Regions from separate parts of the Mus musculus genome. Here region 1 is linked to region 2. A link is a contact called in public promoter capture Hi-C data. All regions are on one chromosome and are shown on one strand. The core of a region is the stretch at or near the end of the contact, and the rest is flanking DNA. Distances in the headings are between cores, read along the strand shown.

Region 1 (6,044 bases), core at 406-2,905, 520 kb after region 2:
AAAGGGACACAGGAAGGTATCCCAGATGAAGATGCAGAAAAAGACACATGGACTAAACCACAGTAGCCTGCATCAGTCAAGAACTTCAGAAAGGTGATGGGGAAATGATGGAGTCTCTGCCTAGATATGGAAGGAGCCAACTGGAAGAATTCAAGCAAGACCAGAAGGAAGCATTCTCAGGTCATGGCAGAATCTAAAACTAACTATCCAAAAAGAGTGGACATTCACTGCAAATAGGCAGAATATTCAAGCAAGGGAAAGAGGAGAGTCCTTCCTCACACAGTAAATCCAAACAACTAATCACCCAAATGTACCATCTTTAACAAGAGCATGTTAGTGAAAACAAAGTTTGAATCCCACATGGATTGGGTCGGCAGAAGGGAAGCATGTGTACTTTGTAAGACACCAAAGTGTTGATTGCAGGGGTTTTCCACGGCTCTCACTGGAAGACATGGAATGAATCATAGAGAGTATTTCTCACGTCCATCAAGCATGATTAAATGTTTTCTGACACAGATTGAGGCAGCTTACATTGGCCTTGAATTTGCTATCAAGCAGGGGATGTCCAGAGGGTCCTGCCCCTCCCCCTCACAAATGCAGAGATAACAGGAATGTGCCTCACAGAAGGCTCAAGCTTCTTTTGATCACAGGCCTGTTTTCTCTAAATCACGTGAATACACACAGGTCTGTGAGCTCTTCCTCACCCTGCTGACCTGACACAAAAGCCTGGCCCCCTAAAACAAGGCCACGTGAGATTTTCCCCCTGATCATGGACTAGCTCAACAATTTAGCCCAGATGAAGACGTGGTGAGGCAAGCATTGTGGGCTAACCAAACATCCTGTCTTACCACCACCACCACCCCCAAATTACTCAACCCTAAATTAGGGATGGGGGACTTTTCAAAGGTTTGAGAAAAGCAGCCCGCAAGGTGAAACAGGCTTCAGCCTCCCTGGTTGGCACTCTGCTTTGTAGTCTTTCCCTCCATGTGTTGACTATGTGTGCTGTCTCAGCCCTAGTCAAAGCTTCTCTATAGCGGGTCCTTCTGGCAGATCTCCCTTCTGTGTTACAGAATTTCCCAACATGCCACCGGTTGCAAATCATATATATGTATTTAAATCATTCTTAATTCTTTAAATGGCAGAGAAAATGAATATAATCAAAACCATTACAATAGGCCGGCTACGGAGTGCCGGAGGAACCAGAAAACCCATTTACTGAGGAATCTCACAGCAGCCAGGTGAGAATGGGGCACCAGGTTAGTGTGCTTCCCAGCAGAGCAGGTATTACAGGAGCAGGTAGTCAGCTTACCACTATTAGCTTGCAATTCTTGCACTTGCACTATTATCCACTCCCCCGCTACCTACCTGCTCCGGTGTAGACTCGGGCTGCACGCAGTGTTCCAAAGAATCCTTCACAATCCCAAACACCCAGTCCCCTACCCTGCCCTGCAACCTCACCTGTCCCAGCCCGTTCAGCGCGGCAAGTCCATGCAGCTTCTTCCGCCCTCCCACCTAGCCTAGGTCCGCTCCCTCTGAGACGGAACCCAGCTCCCCAAGCTACGCTGCTCCCCCGACCAACCTCTAAGTCAGAGATGCTACAGGAATCTTCAGCATCACAGGACTCCAGTCCAACTTTCGGGAAGATTGACGAGTGTTGACCAAAAGCCGGGTGGGATTTGCTTGTGACGTCGGAGTCACGTGGGTACTGGATTGCGAGAAGAACTTCCTGGAGTCCAGGTAGGGCAACTTCTACTGTTCCTGGATTTCTTCTTGGAAACCTGCAGTAGAGTGTGGAAGGAAAATGCAGAGTTCCTATGACAACCACGGGGAGTCAGGATGGTTTTTGTAAAGAATACATGGCCTCAGAAGGCATTTTCCCCGATGCTGTAAGCTGCCCCTGCCCGCCTGCACAGAGGCTGCACTCGCGGTGCAGTTTACAGCATCGGGAAGAATGCCTTCTGAGGCCATGTGTTCTTTACAGTTTTCAACTCCACAGCCACAACAAGAGGTGTATGGATGTGAGTAGAGCCTTTCACAGAAATATTAGGCTTACAAGTCCTTTCTGGTCCACGTGTTCTGATTTTAATCTTACTACCCCCGGAAAAACATCATGTTGACTCAGTTGTACTTTAAAAAAATAATGAAGCACTACGCTGATGTAGAGATGAAAATTATCTTTTAAAAAGGGATTTTCAACTCAGCCTTGGTGTGCCTGATTACGCTCCTAGCTTCTCAGAGGTTACTGACAAATGGATCCAAGGCTGTAATGGACAATTTAAGTACACCTTCTTTCTAAATAAGAGGAAAACGTAAATACAAAACAAAACTTAGACAGATACGTGGTAAAGCAGTTTGGTGTAGTCCGACTATCAGTCAAAGTAGGTACCTTGAATGAGAGTCTGGGAACCGCCAAAACAAAAGTTCTGATCCAGGCTCAACTTTATTGCAAAGCAGCAGACTTACAAAGGCACAGAAGCGATCAATAGCCAATAGCTGCTCCAGTCAGGGTGTGTTATAACAAGGCTCTCACTCATCCATGCATGCTTTATGATTGGTTTTAGCTTCTACAGATGTCCACATACTTATTAACCACAGTGGGTTCATGCAGGCAATGGCAGTGACATATCTGGCCAATGCTGTTTCACTGTAGACATCACTATACCTGGCTCTGACTATCTTGTGGCTATCACTTCTCCCTCATGGATCCTTGAGGTTTGGCACTAGGGGTGTGATGTCGGTGTCCCACTTAGGTCAGTGCATCCACAGGGTATATTCCTTGCACTTTCAGGAAATGTGAGCTTGTGTGTTATTCTCCATCTACCACACAATTCATATTTTCTGACAGATTTTGAGAGGTGCCTGGATCTCTGGGTAGAAAACTATAACCTTCCCTCAGCCTGAAGCTGGCTGAGCCAGAACTTGACCTTGCTGCCACTAGGGAGATTACCTAGGGTGGAGCCTTCCTCCCTAGATCACTCTATTGTTCAGCCAGTGTCTCTGTTCCTCTTCAAGATACTGCTACCTGCTGAGAGGCCCCGGAGCTATTCCGGAGACTATGCCCTATCCTGCACATCATCACCACCTGTTATTAGATACAGCCTGTGGGATGCTCTTTAAATACAATTAGAAGATGACTGGTTACTCCAATAATATCAGGCCACCATTGCAACAGGAGGCTCATCTTCCTTACTATACTCCAAGGTTCATAGCTGAGTAAGAATGTTTATTATTTTACACCCATGATAGCATACATGGTTCCATGGTGATGCCAAGTGTGCTGAAGGAGATGGTTGACAAAGTGCAGTGCTTGGTCAAGCCGGAAGACCCCCCCACTGCCCTCGATGGAAATTTGCTTAACACCTTTTGCTATTCTTATATTTCTCACTGTTAAAGGGTCTCTCTCCAAAGGCTAGAGCTGCGATAATAAAAAGCTGGTGTAAACAAGAAGGAAATTAGTGGTCACTCCCTAGGAAAGAACAGTTATGCAGAAAATTGAGTCTTTCTTAAGAATGTATTATTCACACACACATTTAGATCACTAATGAGTATTGTTAGGAAGTTTGAGTCAGAGAATTTGACAAAAAATATTAAAGAAGTGAAACTTAGGGAAATCATAGAAGCTGACAAACTGTAATTGAACTGCTAGGTTTTTATGTTCTGCTTTAGAAACAAGGGACTTGTATAAATAGGAATAGACTCTAATCATACAGTTAATGGCAAGCCTTGGTACCATTCTGAAGGCAAAAGTAGGCAGTTTTAAGAATCCTGATGTTGTTCTGCTCTTTACAGAATTGTGGTGAAGATAGGAATTGTACTGAAACAAAGGTTCATGACAGAGACACAGAGGAAAGCATTTTAGCTCTGTGAAGTGCCTGCCTTCATGAACAGAATTGTCAGCCCAGAACTCGTTTGATGGACCACCTTTGCTTAAGCAAGAGGCTGCACAATATTTTAAGAACCAAAGAAAAACAGATGGTGATCTTATGCCAAATATCAAAGAAATGCAGAGGGTCAGAGAAATTAAACCTTTGTAGAAAGCCAAGGTTGATATAACATGTATAGGAAATAATTTCTCCTCTATTAACCTTATGCCAAACTGAAACAGAATTCCATTCAAATAGAACCGTCCTTTCTGGTATGTCTGTAACTGCAAGGCTTTACAACTCCATCTTAGCGAAGAAGATACTCAGTTTAAAGAAAACTAATTTCAGCGTGTTAATTTTCAGTTCTCAAAAAATTGTTGTTTGCTTGCTTTGTTCCTCTCTCAATATTCTTAAGTAGTCAAGGAAGACTTTAGAAGTAAATGTATTTTGAAAAGCTGTGTAATCAATGAATTAAATTTCTGAGGAAACCATTTGGTGTATAAGTGAAGCCACTAAGAGACTTAAGGTTGTCAGAGTACACACACACACACACACACACACACACACACACACACACACACACACAGACACACACACACAGAAACAATACTTTCTGAATTAAACCGAATTAGAGATTCTATATACTGGAACCAAACATGACTGACAATGTGTTCTGTCAGTGTTTCCAGGGGAGACAACCACTAATTCCCATTCACCTCAGACTGGCACCAATGCCGACGATTTCAAAGTCCAACTCGGTGAGAAATATAAGTAACTTACATACTCGGCAGATACGTGATTAGAGAAGCTTGAGTGATGCCACCAGGAAGACAACAGTAACTATACTATGGCCCAGTACTTAGATTCAGGTCACAGAACAACCATGTAACAGCATGGTAACAGTTTGATGGTACACTGACAGTCACAGAAGAAAGAAATTTATTAATCAAGGTACATTTCAAACACACTGGTTTATAAAGTGGTGGGATATTACATCAAAGATGTGTCTTTACTGTTATCTGCTCATATTCTTAGCATTTGTGCTCATGGACATTAACAGGTAATTAACATTTCGAAAATAATTAGGGCTGGAGAGATGGCTCAGCGGTTAAGAGCACTGACTGTTCTTTCAGAGATCCTGAGTTCAATTTCCAGCAACCACATGGTACCTCACAACCATCTGTAATGGGATCTAATGCCCTCTTCTGGTGTGTCTGAAGAGAGCAAAGTGTACTTCCATACATAAAATAAAGCTTTTTAAAAAATAACATAGTGGGTACACAGAGTTAGGGCACGCAATGAGATAGATATTCTTCACACTTGTATGGTTTTTCTCCAGTATGAATATTTTAGTGTTTAAGGTCTAAAGTAGAGTAAATATATATATAACATATGATATAATTTGTGGAGAAGGTATAAGAGTAGGAAAAGGTTTTGGACGTGGTTTACACTTGTGTGGTTTCTCTTTGGTATGAGCTCTCATGCGTACAGGAAGTTATTGGCTGGTACAAAAGTCCTTGGCACATGTGTAGGATTCCTCTTGACAGTGAATTGTTCCATGTCCCTTCAGTTGGGAGGCACAGGCAAACATTTTGCCACACTCTTCAGAGTTGTGGTGTTGCTCTCCGGTAGGAACTATTTCATGCTGATAACAGTCAATGGAAAAGATTTTCCATCGATCACATTTCTATGGTTTCTCTTGACATTGTACTCTATTATGTTTCTTCAGTTGTGGAATAAAATATTTTGATACATTCTTCACACTAGTAAGATTTCACTCCAGTATGACTTAGCTTGTGCTGAAACAGGGAAGTATTAGAAGACAAGGCTTTTTCCCCATTGTTCACACTTCTATGGTTCCTCTCCAGAATGAACAAACTTGTGTTTCTTAATGGTAGACCGCGTAGAAAAAGCTTTGCCACATTCCCCATCCTTGAAGGGACTGTCTTCACAGAATTGTTTGATGTCGTCTAAGGGCTGAAGACAATGAAAAACATTTCCCATACTCTTCACAAGTGGTTTCTCTTCAATGTGAACTGCTTTGTGTCTCCTAAGAAACCAGTGATAAAGAAAAGCTTTGTGACAGTCTTCACATTTGTAGGGTTTCTCTTCAGTATGAAATTTTTTATGTTTCTGAAGGTGTGCAGAGCAAGAAAATTTTTTGCCATATTATACCCACTC
Region 2 (6,281 bases), core at 1,658-4,157:
ATGTGCAACTGATAAATTTTTTAAAGGCATAAAGAACTCAAATTTATACCAAGAAACCCTAAGATCTGCTGATGCTTCCATTCGGCTTCTAGACCACAATGTGAAGTTCACTGCTAAGTAGACAACACTAAGTTCAAACACCACATAAAGATCAAAAATTCAAAAACAGTTTATTTTTAAATCTGATACACACAAAAACAAATGATCTCTTTTGAACTATAGGAATTCTTTAAAAGTACTGAATTCAGGGAGAACAAGAGAAGGAGGACCACAGAATGGATACTCACCCAGTTTATTGAATCCTGCAGCATTATAATACCACTTTCGAAAACCATCCAGCCACTTGCTTGATGCTGAAACTATAATTACCACAATGTTAGTTGCTACAATATACTTACAAAGCAATAGACCAATTGGTAAAGAACCAGTTATCTTATAAACCTAAGAATCCCCTTGTATACAATGTAGATAATCATTTCACTCATGACACTGTGGGAACAAATGGTAAACTCAAAACTAAAGGTGCCTAATAGCCACAGGTATACTTCCTGCCACTTTGGGTTCTCAGAGTCCAACACCCTTCTCCTGCTACCATAAGAACTGAAGGACCAGAGACAGGAAAGGATCTGAAGCACTTCTGTCTTTTGTAGCTGCGGAAATAACTTTTTCTTTTCCAAGGAGGTGGAGCTATAAGATTTCAGGTTAAGTGGCAGGCCTCTAGTCTCCAAAACTTTTAGTTTACATTGTCTTATTTGGCTATCATCCTTAAAATTATAATTTTACATAAAATATAATTTATAATTATTTCTAGAAAAACTTTCATACTATCAGCTAATTTAAATACCAATATATTAGTAAAAGAAGCCTATTTTCCTTTTCTCAAACAGCAAACTGTTCGTCAAGGGAATAATAGTATTTGAACATGGATAAGAAGAAACATTCAATGTTAAATTTAAATCTCTTAATGTAACAAAGCATGCCTGTAATCTCAGCATGCAGGAAGTTGAGACTGTGAATACCAAGCCTTGTGTAAACAAACAAACAAACAAACAAACAAACAGAGATACAAAAACTAAAATAGGGGCTGGGAATATGGTTCAGCCTTAGAGTTCGTGCCTAGCATGCAAAAAACTCTATTCAAAAACAAACTTAAACCATTTGGGGAAGAAGACTGAGCCTGAGAGAGGTAAAGGAGAAGAGGCAAGGAAGCAGGAGAGTGCCTGATGTTGACCAGACGTGGTACAAGAAAGAAGATAGAGCAAGCTTAACCTTTCTTTTTAAAATGTGAGGGGTAGGGGAGGGAACATGTGACTGCCAGAGGACGTTGTCATCCTTTTCATTTTTGAGATGGCATCTCTCACTGGCTTGGAAGTGCCAAGTACATTAGGCTAAAAGGCCAGTGAACCCCAAGATCACTTGTTTCCTTGTCTCCAGCTCTAGGATTAAAAGCATGGATTAGGGCTACTGAGACGTGTCTCATATAATGGAACTCAGTTTATTTAAAAAGAAAAAGCTCAACAAACAAAATGGGTTCTGAGAACCGAAATCAGGCCAGTATTTACATTGCAAGGCAAACTTTTTACCAACTGAGCTATATTCTCAGTCCCTAAGCGTTAAGGCTACTTTCTTACCATAGAAGGAAAAAGAGGCTCCCTTCTTATTATCTCCTTCTAATTTCCTAATCCTCAGTACAGATTACTACATGGCTTCCTCCAACCTTTAAATTAGAAGTCATGCATAAAATTGTTTCTAAGAGAAATTTAAATTGTCAAGGGCTAATGCTCAGTTGGTATATTGCTTGCCTAACATACACCACAAAGCCCTGGGCTCCAACTCCAGCACTACATAAAACATGCATAGTGATTCATTCCTGCAATTCCAGCATTTTTAGGGTGGAGGAAAAAAGAATCAGAGGTTCAAGGTCATTCTTCAATACACAGCTAACTTGGGCTACCCTGGCTCAAAAAATAAAAATATTAAAAAAAAGCATAAGAACTAAATTGTTAACACAGCAGTGATTATAATATCGATTAATATTTACTTAACAAATGTGTCAGGCACTACTCTGTTTGCCACATTATAGATCAAAAGCCTGTTGCAGAAAAGGAAGCTGGCTTACGTAAGTATTAAACTCAACAAAACAGAATACTTTTCCTAAAATTGTGTCAAATGGGTAAAATTAATGCCTTCAGAATTTCCAGGGACTGTGAGAAGGTTATCAGTATTGTTTTTAAAGACTATTCCAACGTATACCATCAGTGGGCAAAGATTAAGCTTTAAAAAAAAATAGGAGGGGAGAGGGTGAGTAATATTTGATGTGAAAACATTCTGGCACTCTATCTCAAATTTGTTCTAGTGCCTACATTAAACAAAAGTCCTTACAGCCCTGCAGCCCCAGCTCACCGTCCAGATATGCCAAGGTTAACCTGAAACCTCACTATAACCCTATCTTACTTCCTTTTAATTCTTCTGACAAGTCTTAGGAGCGTCATGCGGGCTCGGGCGCTGTTTGCTCCGATCACTGTCACTGAAGTGGCCTGCGCCTGACTCCAAATGCTCCCCACTACTCGCTGTGGCTGTCGTCTGCTGACCTCCTCACCTCCCTAAGCTGTCCCAAGGCGGAGGGGAAGGAGGCCGAACCCGGTCAGCCCCGCTGGGCTCCTTCCGGCAGAGGTCCCTGTTCTAACCCTCAGGCAGGCCCGACCTGGCTCAGCGAAACCTGTCCTTTGAGCTGCTGGGTCGCCACGTCTCTTATCACAAACTAGCTATTTAGCTAACGCAAAAGGAGAACAAGTTCGTGAGAAAATACAACCGCTCCACGATACCCACAAAGGAGGAGTAATTACTCACCAGCAGATCGGCCCGCCATTTTGACCTGAGAGTGAAGCGCTGCCTTCTGGGTAAGTCCTAGAGGACACGCCGGGCTCCTACGCAGGCGTCCTGGATACTTTAGGAAGGGGAAGGGAGGGGCAGGCGCTGCTCTGACCGCCAGCAGAAGGCATTTACTCTTTCCTACCTGAATGGACTCCACACATTAGGCTGATCTTTTTGTGTGCCTTGTTACAAAAAACATTCTTCGCGACACAATGGGGAAAGTACTGCGAAATTAGGAGACAGTGTTATTCAATGCTCTGTTATAGGAAAGAACCTTTGCGGAATAAATGGAGTCTTGGAGACAGGTAATGTAGTAAATGATTTTCAGGCAAACCGCATCTCAAAATGCATGGAGGGGATGCTAGGACGCTAGAGGACGCTTGATGCTCAAATTCTTTATGTCAAATGGTGCGGTGTTTTAATATAATGTATACACTATTGCATTCTTTAAATCACCTCAGGATTACTTTAATACAGAATATAAAGTAAGCACCACACAAATAACTGTTATACTGCACTATTTTGGAAGTAACACAGGTATAATGAACATTTATAGTTAACACAGATATACCCCTTCCCGATCTGTGGTAGACTCAATCTATAGGTCTGCAATCTTTGGGTTCAGAAGTGTGGCTATATTCTCATTTAATTCTAAATCATCAGTGTAATTACTGGTGCTATCAGTATTGAAGAGAGAAGGAAGCTGAGCCTCAGAAAAGTTCAATAAGTTATCCAAGGGCATTGAAATTGGGTAGAGTCCAGGTTTGTTTGTTTGTTTGTTAACTAGAATTGAGAAATCCAGTTTCAAATTCGGGCTTCCTTATTTCTAGGATCATATGCTGCACAACCAATCCCAGATAACTTTCAGCTTCTAGGCTTCACTTTCCCCACCTAAAAATCCCTATCAAACAATTTTAGTAGAAAGTTAGGTTGGATAAGCTTTAAAAATATTAACTTTAAGGTAGGAGTAAATGGCACATGCAAGATCCAAGAATTCAGTAGTCTGAGGCAGGAGGATCCCTGCAAGTTCAAGACTACAGTTGTCTACATAGTGAATCTGGCATCAGTCTGCAAGACCTTACCTAAAACAAAACAACAACAACAAAACCCCTAAGATATATTTAGAATTTGCATATAGTATTAAAAATGGAGCAAGCAGAAAGACTATAGACTGTGCTTTCAAGATCTCAACCCCAACAGGTAGAGTCTAAAATAAAAAACTAAGGACAGAAAGTGGAGTTACTGTTGAGTTTTACTATGACTCGATAGTGGTCTTTTTTTTTTTTTTTTTTGAGGTAGATACTATTTATTATTTCTTGGTTTCCCTCTCATTGACATCAACTATCTTTTCTGAATTTTGGACTGGATTTAATGTCAAAAATACAGAAATGAGCTGGGCAGTGGTGGTGCACGCCTTTAATCCCAGCACTTGGGAGCCAGAGGCAGGCAGATTTCTGAGTTCGAGGCCAGCCTGGTTTACAAAGTGAGTTCCAGGACAGCCAGCAGGGCTATACAGAAAAACCCTGTCTCAAAAAAAAAAAAACAAAACAAAAAAAACAAACAAAAAAAAAACAGAAATGTAGACAAAATTATTCAGTAATAAAGCCAGTGTTCTGAATCCAATACAAAATTAGTTGCTGATACATAGCTCAAATATAAACAGTGTACTTTATTAAAGCTCAATAGTGGTCTTACCATGCTGTCTTTCAGACTTAAGCTGAGACCCAGGACAGCATAGAACTGTCTCATTATGAATCCAAAATGTTATGTAATGATTTTAGTCAGAAGTTCTAGTTCCGTTGCCTTCTTCCCTTTTCTTCTGTTTCTGATGCAGCTCTCGGACTATATGCAGTGGCCACCATGAAGTCTGAAGGATAGGAGTAAATATATACATTTGTACACTGGCACATTGTAAAGGGGATTCATTAAACTTCACCCTGAGAAGTTTCAGCGCCAGGGTGAAAGATGCTAAAGAAGAAGATCATATGTCAAGGTATGTCAAAAAGTATCATATATATACATATACATATACATACATACATACATACATACATACATACATACATACATACATATATATATATATATATATATATATATACATACATACATACATGAATAACAGTCACAAAATCCAGTCTTATGTGCAGTAAGCCTAGGGCTTAGTGTTTGCTCATGCTTGTTAATGTTGGTTTGAAACGTTTTAGGGGGTTGGGGTAGTGGCTCAGTGGTTACAAACAACTTGATGCCCTTCCAGAGGACCTCAGTTCAGTTCCAAGTTGCATCACCACCTATAACTTCAGCTCTAAGAGATCTGATGCCCTCTTCTGGTCTTGTGGGTACCCGTATGCATGTGTGAACATTCACATATACACACAAATTACTAAAACAAATCCTAAAAATATTTTTTAAAAGGTTTTCTTTCTTTCCTCCTGGCATAGAAATTACACTTTGATTCTTTAAATTTTTGACATATACATGTGATGCATTGGCACACCCCTCACACACGCCTGCAAAAAAATTTTAAAGATAAATCTTTTAGATTTCTTTTCCCCGGGGTGCAGTGTAGACTGCTGAGGTCTCCAGCGCATCCCGAGAAGGATCTTAAAAATTGTACAGAACTTCAAGATGAGTGATACTTCTGAAGTAATTCCAAATTTTGAAGACATGTTTGCAAGCAGATTCACGAAAGATGGCAAAGAATACCAGGAATACTTGAAACGCCCTCCTGAGTCCCCTCCAATTGTTGAGGAATGGAATAGCAGAGCTGGTGGTAACCAAAGAAATAGAGGCAACTGGCTGCAAGACAACAGACAATTTAGAGGTAGGGATAACAGACAAGGATGGCCAACTGACAACCGGTCAAATCAGTGGCATGGATGGACATGGGGTAACAACAACTACCCACAGCAGAGACCAGAGCCCTACTATCAACAATAGTACACACAGTATGGCCACAACCAGCGGCCTCCATATGGTTACTACTGACAGAAATGTCAGCAGCTTTTAACAAAGACCTTTTATTTTGACAACGTGCTAAATGCTTGTGTGTCTTCTGTTGGTCATAGTTTTTCATTCTATTTTAAAGAATGGGTTATTAATTGATTAGAACTTGAGACTTGGAAAAAAGTAATCTTATTATAAACCTGATGATTGATGGGAATAAATTTACTGAGTGAGGATTATTTGACTTATCTTACATACTGTTTTGTTCTATGATTTGGTAGTGTTTTGAGTTTTCCTTATTTGGACTCTAGGGATTCTGTATCACAGAAATAAAAATTTTTAATTAAAATGCTGGCTTTTGCTGTATGAAAGAATAGCATGCTCACATGTGCTCGCCTCTGAAGTGTTTCAGAGGCTAGGACTGTCAGTCTGTGAAAACACACCCATAATTACTTACAGTA

What was found. Capture Hi-C pulls out chosen DNA fragments and counts their contacts.
Region 1: a contact with region 2 is called in a promoter capture Hi-C map of liver. The contact joins the promoter of Zfp459 here to the promoter of Uqcrb in region 2. A contact is called at or near these places in 1 of 39 promoter capture datasets (cranial neural crest) and 2 of 9 other capture datasets (adipose tissue and liver).

What each region holds. Positions count from the first base shown.
Region 1 is chr13:67,419,763-67,425,806 of GRCm38.p6, forward strand. It overlaps Zfp459 (zinc finger protein 459), which reads right to left and starts at 1,656. Exons shown (of 4, transcript NM_177811.4): 1 at 1,580-1,656. Gm33787 (a long non-coding RNA gene) reads left to right here and starts at 1,681. Exons shown (of 2, transcript XR_382593.2): 1 at 1,681-1,737; 2 at 3,790-4,719.
Region 2 is chr13:66,902,443-66,908,723 of GRCm38.p6, forward strand. It overlaps Uqcrb (ubiquinol-cytochrome c reductase binding protein), which reads right to left and starts at 2,908. Exons shown (of 4, transcript NM_026219.2): 1 at 2,851-2,908; 2 at 288-359. The coding sequence starts at 2,869. Gm10767 (predicted gene 10767) reads left to right here and starts at 2,973. Exons shown (of 3, transcript NM_001177750.1): 1 at 2,973-3,179; 2 at 4,709-4,867; 3 at 5,439-6,281. The coding sequence starts at 5,503. The coding sequence ends at 5,814. It also overlaps a transcript of Mterf3 not described here.